2 separate regions of the Macaca mulatta genome follow, and region 1 is linked to region 2. A link is a contact called in public Hi-C data. All regions are on one chromosome and are shown on one strand. Each heading gives the region's core, a stretch centred on a gene start, on an enhancer-like site or on the middle of the called end of the contact. The rest is flanking DNA. Distances are from core to core; before and after follow the strand shown.

Evidence for each region. Hi-C and Micro-C count contacts between places; a contact is called where the count stands out from the background.
Region 1: a contact with region 2 is called in a Hi-C map of fetal cortex germinal zone, with 6 times the contacts expected there. The contact joins the promoter of UVSSA here to the promoter of CTBP1 in region 2. A contact is called at or near these places in 8 of 14 Hi-C or Micro-C datasets (CD4 T cells, blood, cortical neurons and 4 more).

The regions. Positions count from the first base shown.
Region 1 is chr5:1,441,290-1,447,215 of T2T-MMU8v2.0, reverse strand. It overlaps UVSSA (UV stimulated scaffold protein A), which reads right to left and starts at 4,395. Exons shown (of 15, transcript XR_013417652.1): 1 at 4,197-4,395; 2 at 3,265-3,364; 3 at 1,735-2,065; 4 at 1-41.
Region 2 is chr5:1,320,666-1,326,349 of T2T-MMU8v2.0, reverse strand. It overlaps CTBP1 (C-terminal binding protein 1), which reads left to right and starts at 2,581. Exons shown (of 10, transcript NM_001266780.1): 1 at 2,581-2,731. It also overlaps the pseudogene LOC106998226.

The DNA of each region.
Region 1 (5,926 bases), core at 3,146-5,645, 120 kb before region 2:
CTTTCTGCCAGAGTCCGAGCATTTGTGTCTTGAAAATCCACCTGAGCAATTGAAAATAAAGACTAGGGTCGGCCGGGCGTGGTGGCTCACGCCTGTCATCCCAGCACTTTGGGAGGCCAAGGCGGGCAGATCATGAGGTCACGAGTTCGAGACCAGCCTGACTAATACGGTGAAACCCCATCTCTACTAAAAATACAAAAATTAGGCTGGGCGCGGTGGCTCATGCCTGCAATCCCAGCACTTCGGGAGGCCGAGGCAGGTGGATCACAAGGTCAGCAGATCGAGACTATCCTGGCTAACACGGTGAAACCCCGTCTCTACTAAAAATACAAAAAATTACCCAGGTGTGGTGGTGGGCGCCTGTAATCCCAGCTACTCAGGAGGCTGAGGCAGGAAAATGGCGTGAACAAGGGAGGCGGAGCTTGCAGTTAGCTGAGATCGTGCCACTGCACTCTAGCCTGGGCGACAGAGTGAGACTCCATCTCAAAAAAAAAAAAAAAAAAAAAGCTGGGCGTGGTGGCAGGCGCCTGTAGTCCCAGCTACTTGGGAGGCTGAGGCAGGAGGATCACTCGGACCAGGGAGGTGGAGGTTGCAGTGAGCCGAGGTCGCACCACTGCACTCCAGCCTGAGGGACAGAGCGAGACCCTGTCTCAAAAACAACCACCACCACCATAACAAAAACTAGGGCCATCTATACAGAATGTGAGGAAGATAAAGCTCAAGTAAGCCTAACAAAAGACACAGCATTCACGTGTGGCCGGGAGCCCTGCACATCTGTAAGTTCACAGTGGTTTTTTCTTTTTTTTAAGAGCCAGGGGTCTTGCTGTGTTGCCCAGGCTGGACTCACTCCCAGGACCAGGTGACCCACCAGCCTCGGCTTCCAGAGTCAGCGGGACTACGGGTGTGCAACCTCACACCCAGCTATTCACAGTGCATTACAACAAAACACAATGCACACCTCTCTGCTGTCGGAGCCTGGGAACGCCAGCACATCTGCTAACTCAAAAGAGGCGACGAGACTTCTCACCGCAAGTACCTCACAGGTAGGCAAGCAGTGTGCTTGTTCCATTGGCAGGCAGGGGCTGCTGACTGGACCCAGGGGTCTGAAACAACCCCTGAGCATGAACCCTGGGAGACAGGGCACTCCAAGGGCACACAGGGAAGCCAGCGGGGCCGGGTCATTGCACTGGGGAGGCCTGAGCCTTCATGGCGGGTGGGGTAAGGGGCACGGTAGGGTAAGGGGCACGGGAGGGTCTGGGCAACGAGGCTGGGTTCAGGCCACAGCAGCAGATCCTGGTGGGTTTCATCATGCCAGGAACCAGCCAGAGCCCACAGCAGGATCTGGGTGGAGCCTTAAAGTGCAAGGTTGGGACAGGTCCCAGAGTCCAGGGGCCACTGCCATAGAAAATGCTGCATCTGAGAAGTTGGAATGGCTTTTCCTTTGTCTCCTACACACACATAAAAAATGACACATGCAACCTCAGCTCCATCCACACACACAGCTTATGCTCTTCCTCTCAGAGCTGCGCCGCCCCTATCAGGGAGGCCCTGACCCCAGCTGCTGTCCACTTTCCCACATTCCACGGACGGTCTGGTAGCCGGGGCGCTCAGGCAAGGCCAAGCAGGCCCCTGCCGTGCCAGGTCCGACAGGAAGTGCATCTTCACCCTGGTACAGTCTGCCCTCCTCATGTCAGGTAACCAGAGTCTCTGAGAAAATGGGCCAGGCCCACCTACCTTTTTGTTGTGTCTTAAGAAGTGGTAGCCCAAGGCAAGCTTCTTGTAGGCCTCCCCGAACTTCTCATTCCACTCTTCCACGGCCCGGGTGGCCGCCTGCCTCAGCCTCTGTGCCGCCTCCCTGGGGGGTGGCAGAGGCTGTGCGGGATCCGTGCCCAGCGTGAGCTCCAGGAACTCCTGGAAGTTGGAAACAACCAGCATCCGGAACTGGTGAGACCTGGCAAAGAGTTCGTCCACGATCTGGAAGGCTGAGAGGCGGATCTCGGCGTGTTCCTGGGTCAGCTGTGCTATCAGCAGGCGGTAGGCACGGCTCAGCTGCTCCTCTGAAGACCTGGGGATACGAGCCAGCCTGACCCAACTGCCCGGCATGCAGAGGATGGGTGGGGGGAGACTCTCCGTACAGGGATGCTGCATGCACGTAGTGGCAGGGACCACCACTGCCTTCCCATCTTCGTTCTCCCCTTTTCTAGAGCAGGGTCTGCATACTGCCGCCCAAGGGCCCCATCTAGTTCCCCAGCCCCTGCCTGTTTCTGTGTGGCCCACAAGCCAAGAATGTTGAAACAAACGAAAAATACTTGATGAAATGTGAAAATTATATAGACTTCAAATGTCGGTGGTCATTCACAAAGTTTCATTGGAATGTGGCCCATTTATCCAGCTGCATCATCTACAGCTGCGTTCACAGAGCTGAGGCCTTACGGCAAAGCCTGAAACACAAACCATCCCGCCCTTTAAACACATGCCACCCGGCACAACGCAGACCGCCCGGCACAAACGCACACCGCCCAGCACGCACACTGTTCAGCTGGGTGCCTCCTGATGCGGGAAGGAAGGGAAGGCCTAGAGCTCGGGACATCTCCCAGCCCCTCCTGAATGCTCCTCTTCCCAGCTCCTGGCCCCACATAAACCATTGCGAATCGGATTTCCTGGTGCATGCTGCAAAACCTGACCTGAAATTTTCTATTAAAATGTCAACACTCCATTACGCTATAAACAATCTGTAAGTTCTCGTTTTACAAACGCAGGATACAGGATAATGAGTGTCCTCGACTTATGCTCCACCCTCCGAGGAGAAGTTCTGCTTCCCCCATGAATCTCTGGCTGCCTGAGGGTGACTTGCAGAGATCCTGGGAGGCGTATTCCCCGGAGGGAGAAGTGAACAGGGGTGGACATACCCTAAAGGCGATGGACCAACTCGCCTATCAGCAAGCTCTATTCTCTCCCTTCGCAAAGTCCAACAGCAAAGAAAAAGACACACGTTTCTCTCTAAATCACATATGTGCACTCAGGAAACGGGAATGAAGAGAGAAGCACCAAGCACGGAGCAGTGATGGGTCTGCAACGCCACGCGCCCCAAACCCAGAACATGACCACCCATCAGAGCTGGGTACTGCAGGGCCCTGAGAAAATGTCCTGGGTGTGTCCTCGGGTGGTTCTCTCCCAGGTCGGGGCAGGAAGGCAGGGCCCTGTGTGTGTCCTGGGCTCTGTGGGCCAGTCAGTTACTGTGAGTTACTAAACCCTAAGACATACTTGCAAATTTTCTTCAGTTCCTTCATTTTCTCAGGATTTAGTCTGGGTTCTCCTGAAGTTGTGAGCTCTTCTACCAACTTCGAAAGTTTCTGATCCATATCTAGAAATAGGTAAGGCACAAATGCTAAATCACCATCTGTATTTTATAGCTCTTGCTGTTATTAACGTGTTTACTGGGCTCTACTATAAACCGAAAGTTCCGGGAGGACCCTGAGCCTGGGGTCCATCTGCCGTTACCTCTGGGGGCGCCTCTCTGGGAAATGTGTCCGGCAAGGCCTTTACAGCGGTGATTACGGTCAGTTTTAAAAGTGAACCTTCAACTCGGGACCTCTACAATCCCCTGCGTGTGGGACGCTGCACTGAGGGCCGTGCGTTAAGAAGCAGTGGCACTGTCCAAATCAGCTTTTGCCTAACGTGACTGTTGCTGTTTCCCTTATTCACTGATTCCGCAGGGCAGCCTCCAGCAAGGCTGCAGAGGCCAAAAGGAGCCAAGAAATTCTGAGATCAATGAAAGTCGCGCCCGGAGGCCCAGGGTCGAGCACCGCGGCGTGCAGGGTGGGAAGAGGCGAGAGCCTGCAGCACTGCCAGGAAAAGGCCGAAGGACCCGGAAGGAAGCGCCAGGGGAGGCCGGGGCGGAGGCTGGGGAGCTGCGCCCTACCCGGGGAAAGCAGCGGCCCGGCGGGGCCCGCGCGAGGCTGGGGCCGCGGGGTCGCCCTCGCACAGCGGCTGCACCGGGCGGGCGCGCAGCTTTCGGCGGTGCTCGGGGGCTGCGGCCTGTCACTCGGCCCTGGGCCCGCCCTCCGGCCCCGCCGCCGGCGCTCTCGAAGACACGGGACACGCTCCGCCCGCAGGTCTCTGCCCGGCGCCCGCAGAGCCGCCGGTGCTGAAGCTGCTCGACCCCCGCCCCCCAGCGCAACCACAGCCCCACCTACCGCTGACTCGGCGCTCGCCTCGCCCCGCCCCTTCCGGCGGGCGGACCGCCCCTCCTGTCAGGTGCCCAAGAGCTCTACAGCCATTGGCTGTCCCTGGGCCGGACGCATCAGGAGCTGGGGTCACCACGGCGACGACTGCACCTACCTCTTGACGCGGCCGTTCTCGCTGTTGCCCCATCCTTTCCGGCAAAGGCCCCGCCCCTATCACGTGCTCTGAGCTCGGCAGCCAATGGCTCACCCTGGCCGAGGAGGCGCAGGCGCAAAGACGCGGCCGAGGTCTGCGCGGTGACGTAGGCGCGCTCCCGGCGGGGGCGGGGCAGCCTGGGATGGGAGACGCGCTAGAAAAGAGGCGGGAGGGCGCAGAAAGTCCTTAAAGGGGCTGCGGTGTGCGGGCGCCGGGGGCGGGGCCGGCCCGGAAACTGAGGCCGAAAGGAAGTTCCGGTCTGGGCGTCAACGCCACGCCTGCCCGGACTTTCGCGGCCAGGTCCCTTCCCCTGCGGAGGGCCGGTGAGGACTGCCCAGGCGGGAGGGCGCGGGTCCCTGGACCCTGGCGCCCTGGACCCCGCGGCGCCTGCCCGCTCGGGCCCGAGAAGGGAACCCCTGGGCGGGCTCGGGGTTCTTCGGGGCCCAGCTCGGCGCCAGACACACAGCAGATACCCCTGGGCCCGGGCTGGCCCCGGGCAGAATGAGGAGCAGAGGCGCCGTCCGTCCTGCCGCCGAGGTCCGCAGCCTGGAACGGAGGGGAGTGCGAGGCCGGCTGCGGACGGACCGACCTGGAGGTGGCTCAGGAGGAACGCGGTGTGCACCCCACTCGCGGGGCGCCCGGCACAGGCCACGCAGAGCAGACGCCCAACTGGGCGTCCGGGGCTGGGTGCATGGCGGGGGCCGCCGCCGGCGGGGCGGCGGGCCGGGGTTTCTTTTTCGGGGGGATGGGCATGCCCTTGCATTAGAGTGGTGGTAGCTCACAACCCTGTTAATCGTGTTTTTGTAGGGTGGGTTTCTCAGTAAAGCAGTTCTTTTAAAAAAGAAAAGAAGAGGGACTCCCTGCGCCGCCCCTCTCTGCAGCACCAGCCTCTGTCCCTGGGCGTCAGTGGCTCCCAGCTCCTAGCCTGCAGGCACCCTGAGCCGCTCCCCCGCCTCACCCCTTCCTCACCCAGCCTCTTGCTTCACTGAGCAAGCTGGAGCCAGATCCTCCCTCAGCGCCCCTTGCCCTGTGCACCCAATCGCCGGCCTGTGGCTTCCTCCAAGGCACCCATCCAGCAGTTTCCCTCTGTGTTCTACAGCAGGTTTTTTTGTTGTTATTAGTTCTCATTAGCATAAAAGGGTGCCGTTTCTCCCATACTAACAAAACCCTCTCTTTATCCGACTTCTCTCACCAATTGCTAAGTCCAGTTTCTTTTACACTGCCCCGGGGTGTCCTCTCAGCCCTCAGGCTCTACAGCACAGCCAAGCTGCCCGTCCACTGTCCATTGCCCTCTATCAGCTGATGGCCCTGCAGCCTTTTTTTTTTTTTTGAGACGGAGTCTCGCTTTGTCACCCAGGCTGGAGTGCAGTGGCGCGATCTCGGCTCACTGCAACCTCCGCCTCCTGGGTTCAAGGGTTCAAGCAATTCTCCTGCCTCAGCCTCCCGAGTAGCTGGGATTACAGGTGCCCACCACCACGCCCAGCTCATTTTTGAATTTTTAGTAGAGACGGGGTTTCACCATGTTGGTCAGGCTGGTCTCGAACTC
Region 2 (5,684 bases), core at 1,332-3,831:
TTCCCCCAATCCTAGGTTGTCCCACGTGATGGACAAAAATACCCCGTGTGGGAATGAAGGCTGGCCGGGGGGAACCTGGTGCCCAGGCTTCTGGCATCCCCACCAAGGTGACTCTCCAGCGGCTCCTAGGACAGCCCATCCGTGTAGGGCAAACGCCACGAGACCCTCCTGTGTGCAGGCACATGACAGGCCCAGGCACAGGGAGGCAGGTGGGCAGGCACAAGAGCAGCCAAACACTGACCCTGGAGGGCGGGGGTCATCTGCTCATCATGGCAAGGACTGGAAGTGGGAGAGGCAGGCAGCGCCCACTGGGGTTGGGACGAGCTGTGCACACGGCTGGGTGCACACAAAGCTGAGGCTTCTTTGTGAGCAACACAGTCACATTTGGGTGTAGGAATCTTGGCTGGAGTTGCCCAACGTGGGGAGCAGACAGCTCTGCAGCCAGAATCACAGCTGGAGAAGGAAGCACTTGGAACAAGCCAGGACAGTGGGACGGGCCAGGGCCAAATAAGAGTCGTGATAACGCACTGACAAGTTGTGTAGAGGGACACTGTGCAGACGGAGGCCATGGGGCGTGCTGATGGGGAAGACGATGGATCCCTGGCTGGCATGCATCCCTCTCCGTTCTTAGTTGCCTGTGGAATTCCAGCGAGCTCTGCTCCAGCTACACTGGACATAAAAGTGCGCAGGAAATGGATCCTGGAGAGGAACTGCTCTTCTGGACTGAGCTTGCTGCTCAGGGCAGCCTCACCTACAGGACCCAAAGCCTTATGTGATGTTTGCTGGACACTCAGCCACGTGGCTGCCTGTTGAGCTCTGCCAGTCCACGTGGGAGCCAGGAATTTCTCCCCAGAAGCCTCTCCATTTTATTCACCAATGCCCAGTAAATCACAACCTGACTTGCTGCAGAGGATGGAGTGCCTGGGACCCGTCTGTCCCCAGCTTCCCTGGGGAAAGAGGGAGTGGCATGTCCCTGCTGCCTTCTGGGCTGCCTGTCCATGCAGAGCAGATAGGAAAGTCCAGTGAGGTCCCTGCCTGTGCACTCCACCAACCACATCATCCCTTCCCGGCAGCCTCACCTAGGCCCCTCCATCTGTGACCCCTTGTCCCCTGCACCGATGTCTGGCCTTGGAGGTTGCTGCTCATTTTTCTGGAATTTTCTTAGATCTCTGCAGGGCTGCCCCTCCCCCTACAAGGGCTCCACACGTGTTCCCTCCTTCATGACTCCCACTGGGCTTCCCTGACAGGGCCCCACCCTCCCCAAAGCTCTGGTGACACCTGCCAGGTTTCCTCCAGGCCACAGCTGGGCAGCCCGGTCTTAGAACAGAAAGTGGTACGCATGGCAGGCCCGACTGAGGGCCCAGCACTGTCAGTGGGGTCAGAGGTCTTCCCAGGCCTGGAAGGGCAGACATGGGCTTCTCAGGGCAGCCTAGGACGCGTCCTCACGAACCACAGCGAAACTAGAGCAGGTGTCTCTCGGATAGGAGTCTGCATCATTCCGTCTCCAGGCTGTGGTTTCTCAAATTATGCAACTATCTGATCATTCCAGTGTGCTCAGAGTAGCCACGCGCAGAGGCCCTTCCCACAACTCCCCACGGGGTGGATGGAAGCGTCCACTCGCGGCGCGAGGAATATCCCTGGGCCCCTTGGGAGAGTCTGCAGGGGCAGCCCCTGGGTGAGCAGGCCCGGTGCGGCCTCTCCCTGAAGGGACTTTCGGGCCCTCCCGGGTCGGGGCGTCTCCCGCAGCGGGCAGAAGCAGAGCTGGCTACAAACCCTACTCTTGTTAAAGGAGAAACGGGGTCGAGAAGGGGGTTCTCCAGCCCTGAACTTCCCGGGCCGGGAACAGCGCCCTGGGCCGGGCAGAACGCGGCCCCTCCCGGAGTCGGGGTCCCCCCCGGCTGGGGACGAACTGGGGCGGGCGCGCTTCTCCTCCCGGGGCCCCATGTGCGGCCGGCTCTTGGACGGTAAATCAGGGCCCGGGTGGGGGCGATGGGGGGAACCCGCGGCCTCGGTGCCCCTGGCCAGCCCCGGGGACAGCGGCACCGCAAGGACAAGTCTTCGGAGGCGCACGGGCCAGGCCGCGGGGCCAGAAGCGAGCGGGGGAGGGCGGCGGCTGGCGGGGCGGGAAGGGAGCGGGGCGGCCGCTGCGCGGAGGAGCGCCATTTACGTTCGGGTCCGTTCCGGGCGCTGACGTGGGCGACCCTGCCTCGGCTTCCGGGCCCGGCGCCGTCCCGCAGGGGGCCTCGGGGCGGGCGGCGCTCCCGCCAGCGGTGCTGAGCCCGGCCCGACCCTGCCCGCCTTCCTCCGGGACAGGCGGTTTAGAACGTGCGGAACACCGGGCCTCGGGCCTCCGCCGGGCTGCAGGCCCCGTGAGCTTCCCGCCAGGCTCCCGCCCCGCCCCGCAGCCGCGCCCGGCCAGGCGGGCCCTGAGCCGCCCGCGTGAGTCCGTGCGCCGCCCGCGCCGGGAACCAGGAGACCAACCGCGAGGCCCCGCCCGCGCGCGCCGCCGTGTCCCCGCCCGCGCGGTCGTCGGAGCGCGGCTCAGCGGCGCGGCGGAGGCTCGGCACGGCGGCGGCCAGGCGCAGGCGGGCGGGCGGAGCAGCGGACGGCACCGAGGCCGCCCCACGCGCCGGACTCGCGGCGGCGCAGCGCGCCGGAGTGGTCGGGGCCCGCGGCCGCTCGCGCCTCTCGATGGGCAGCTCGCACTTGCTCAACAAGGGCCTGCCGCTCGGTAAGGCCGCGCGCGCGCGCGTTTCCGGCCGCGGGCGGGGGCGGGGCGGGGCGGGGGCCGCGCGGGCGGGGGGCGCGGGGGCGGGCCGAGCGCGCGCCCGCGGGCCGCCGGCTTTGTGTGCGAGTGCGCGTGCGCGCCGTCGTCCGCGCGTGGCCGCGGTCGGGGGCGGGACCGCGGCAAGGGTCGTGCGCATGCGCGGGCCGCTGCGTGTGAGCGAGCGCCGCCGTGTGCCCTCCCCGCCCGCGGCCCGCGCAGGTGACACAAAGGGGCCCGTGGGCCTCCAGGCTGCTCCACCGACCCCAGCCCCATGGGACCCGGGACGGCACCCCGAGTCCGAGTCCCGATCCCCGGCCGCTACCCCGTCCCCGGTCACGACCCCGCGGCTGGGCCTGCGGGACCGGGGTGGGAGCTGCGCCGTGCGCAGCTACGGGTGTCCTGGGGAGCGCGCTCCCGGGCCACTCGCGGGAGCGCGCCCCCTCCCGCCCTGAGGCTGCCGGCGACCGCGGCCGCGCGCTGTGGGGGAAGGGGACGGGGCCCGGGCGCCGGGTCTGACCGTGGAGGAGGCCGCCGCCCTCAGACCGGGCCCAAAGCGCAGCCCCCGGCGGTGACGCGGGCGGTCCCCGGGGGTCTCCGCTCCCGCGAACTCCGCGAGGGCCCGGCCCGGCCCGGCGCCTCCACCTGCCTCTGCCTGTGCCGGCCCGGGTCCCGGGGCGCCTTCCTCGCCGGCTGCGGCCGCGGAAGCAGGGAGCACGGGCGGACGCCGGGCGCACGGCCATCGCCATCTTGCAGCGCCCGCATCCTGGGCCGGCCCGGGCCGCTCCGCGGAGCCTTTCTCTCCCTCGACCCGGCTGCAAAGGCAGAGCCCGCGCGCTTGATCCCCGGGCCAAAACTGGAGCGTTCTCTGGCGGCCTCCAAGGGCACCGGTGTCCGGAAGCCCGGCCGGGGCCAGAGCCCTTTTGCTGTAGTCTCCGCGATTGCCGGGACAGAATTCCCTTCCAGTGGGGAAAAGGGAAGGCGGTCGCGCCCTTCCCGGTGCCCTGAGTGGGGAGGTGAAACCCTGAGAGTTGGGGCTAGAGGGCCCGGAGCCAGGGCCGAGGCGGCGGGTGTGCAGAGTGCTCCGTGGAGCCCGAGCACCCCCCCCCCAAGTCCTCTCCACCGTTTCTGTAGGAGCTCGGCAGGGAGCACAAGTCCGTCAGGAAGAAAACGGCGCTGGTGGCTGGGCCCGCGCCGCGGGCGTCCTCGCTGAGCTCCTAGCGCATGGCCTGTGCGCGTCTGTGTACCCGTCTGCGGCTTGGGGCAGGGTTGGGGCAGCACCGTGGGGTAACTATTTGCCGTTGCAGCTGAGGATGACAGCTGCGGTTTGGGGGTCCCTCGTTCTGTGTCCTGGAACTTTGTAGGGCGTGGCTCTGCCCTGGGCCTCAGCACCAGGTCTCCCCTGCCCGCCCAGGCCTGGCCACCTCCCTCTGGGGTCTGGGTTTGGCTCCTGGTTGGCACTGTCAGCTCTGCAGACGCGTTTTGCCCTTTGTGATTCTGTCGCCCATCTTTGAGCACCTGCTTCCATGCTGGCGTCCTCTGCAGAACTCTGGGAGGGACATGCAGTGGGGGCTGCATCTACTCACTGCCCGGGGTGCCTTGTCCACCTGCCTGGCCGTTTTTGAGGTGTCTGCCATGTCCGCAGCATGTACTTCGTCCTGTCAGCCTTGACCAGGGCAGCTGTTAGTTCTGAGAGGTGGACATGTGGTTGGGAATGTCAGTGAGTAGGATCTTCCGTTTTGCACACTTGTCATTAACCTGAGAACATGGCAGTGGGGGAGGGGAGGTTTGGCCCCGGGTGCAAGGGACTGTGGGCTGGTCCTGTCCGTCTGCTGAGTGGGATGGGCCTTGGCCCAGTCCTGTGGGCTTGGCGCAGAACCGACCCCAGCCACATCCTGGGGAGATTGGAGGTGCTGGCTGGTCCTGTCTGCCTCCTCCAAGGGCTGGGAGCCCCCCACTCTTTGGACGTTTGTAGTGTAAGGTTCCATTATCCAGCAGACAGCCACTGTTAACAGTCACTCTGTTAATAAGTTTTTTCTGGAGGAACCCTGGACGGAAGTAGTCACGCTCTGCAGGAAACGGGTCCCAGGCTCGAGAGGCCCAGTCTCTTCCTTTGGAGCTCAGAGGTGGCTGTTCAGCCACACCTGGCTCACCTGGCAGTTTTTCTCCTCTGACTGTAACTAGCCCTTTCAACTTCCTGTGGCCACTGCCCCCAGAGTGTGACCTGGTCTGAGCTGATGGTGGCGTCCCTGAGCCAAGAGGCGTACGGCTGGTACCACTAGTGTTGCTGAGAACCCTTCAGGCAGCGCTCTGTGCCTGGCTGTGCCCTGGCGCTCCCCACGCAGTGCCCAAGTCAAAGGCGTGTGCCCTGTGAGGTGTTTACCCGAGTGACTCTCCTTCCAGAAGGACTTCTTGTTTTCCCCTCCACTCAGGGCTGGAGAGGGCTCCGTCTGGGTGGTGCTGACGGTGCAGGCCTGGCTCAGGGCCCAGGGGTGGCCAGGAGGTGGTGGAGGCAGCAGGTGGTGTCCTCCGGGTTCTGTGGTTGAACTGCATCGCCTGAGGGAACGCTGGTCAGAGTACCGGGGTCCTCTGGTGGTCGCTGGATTTTGGTAGTTGTGGGTAGGAGCTCTGTGCTGGGAGTGTCTGGCCCCCCAGGTCCTCCATTGTCGGCTGCAGTGGCCAGGGCCCACTACTCTCCCCCACACTGGGTCGGGGTAACCCACAAGATGCCACCTGCATCACTGACCGTCCCTTCCAGAAGCCCGTCCAGCCACACACTCCATGTGGTATCTCCCACGAGGAAACGTTCAGTTTTTTCCTGTAAAGTCAGAGATCTCTTGGGTGGCCTTTTGTCAAGCCAAACATTAACCTTGAGTTGTCTCTCTGGGTGGCCAGGCGGTGCCAGTTCTTATGTGCGTTG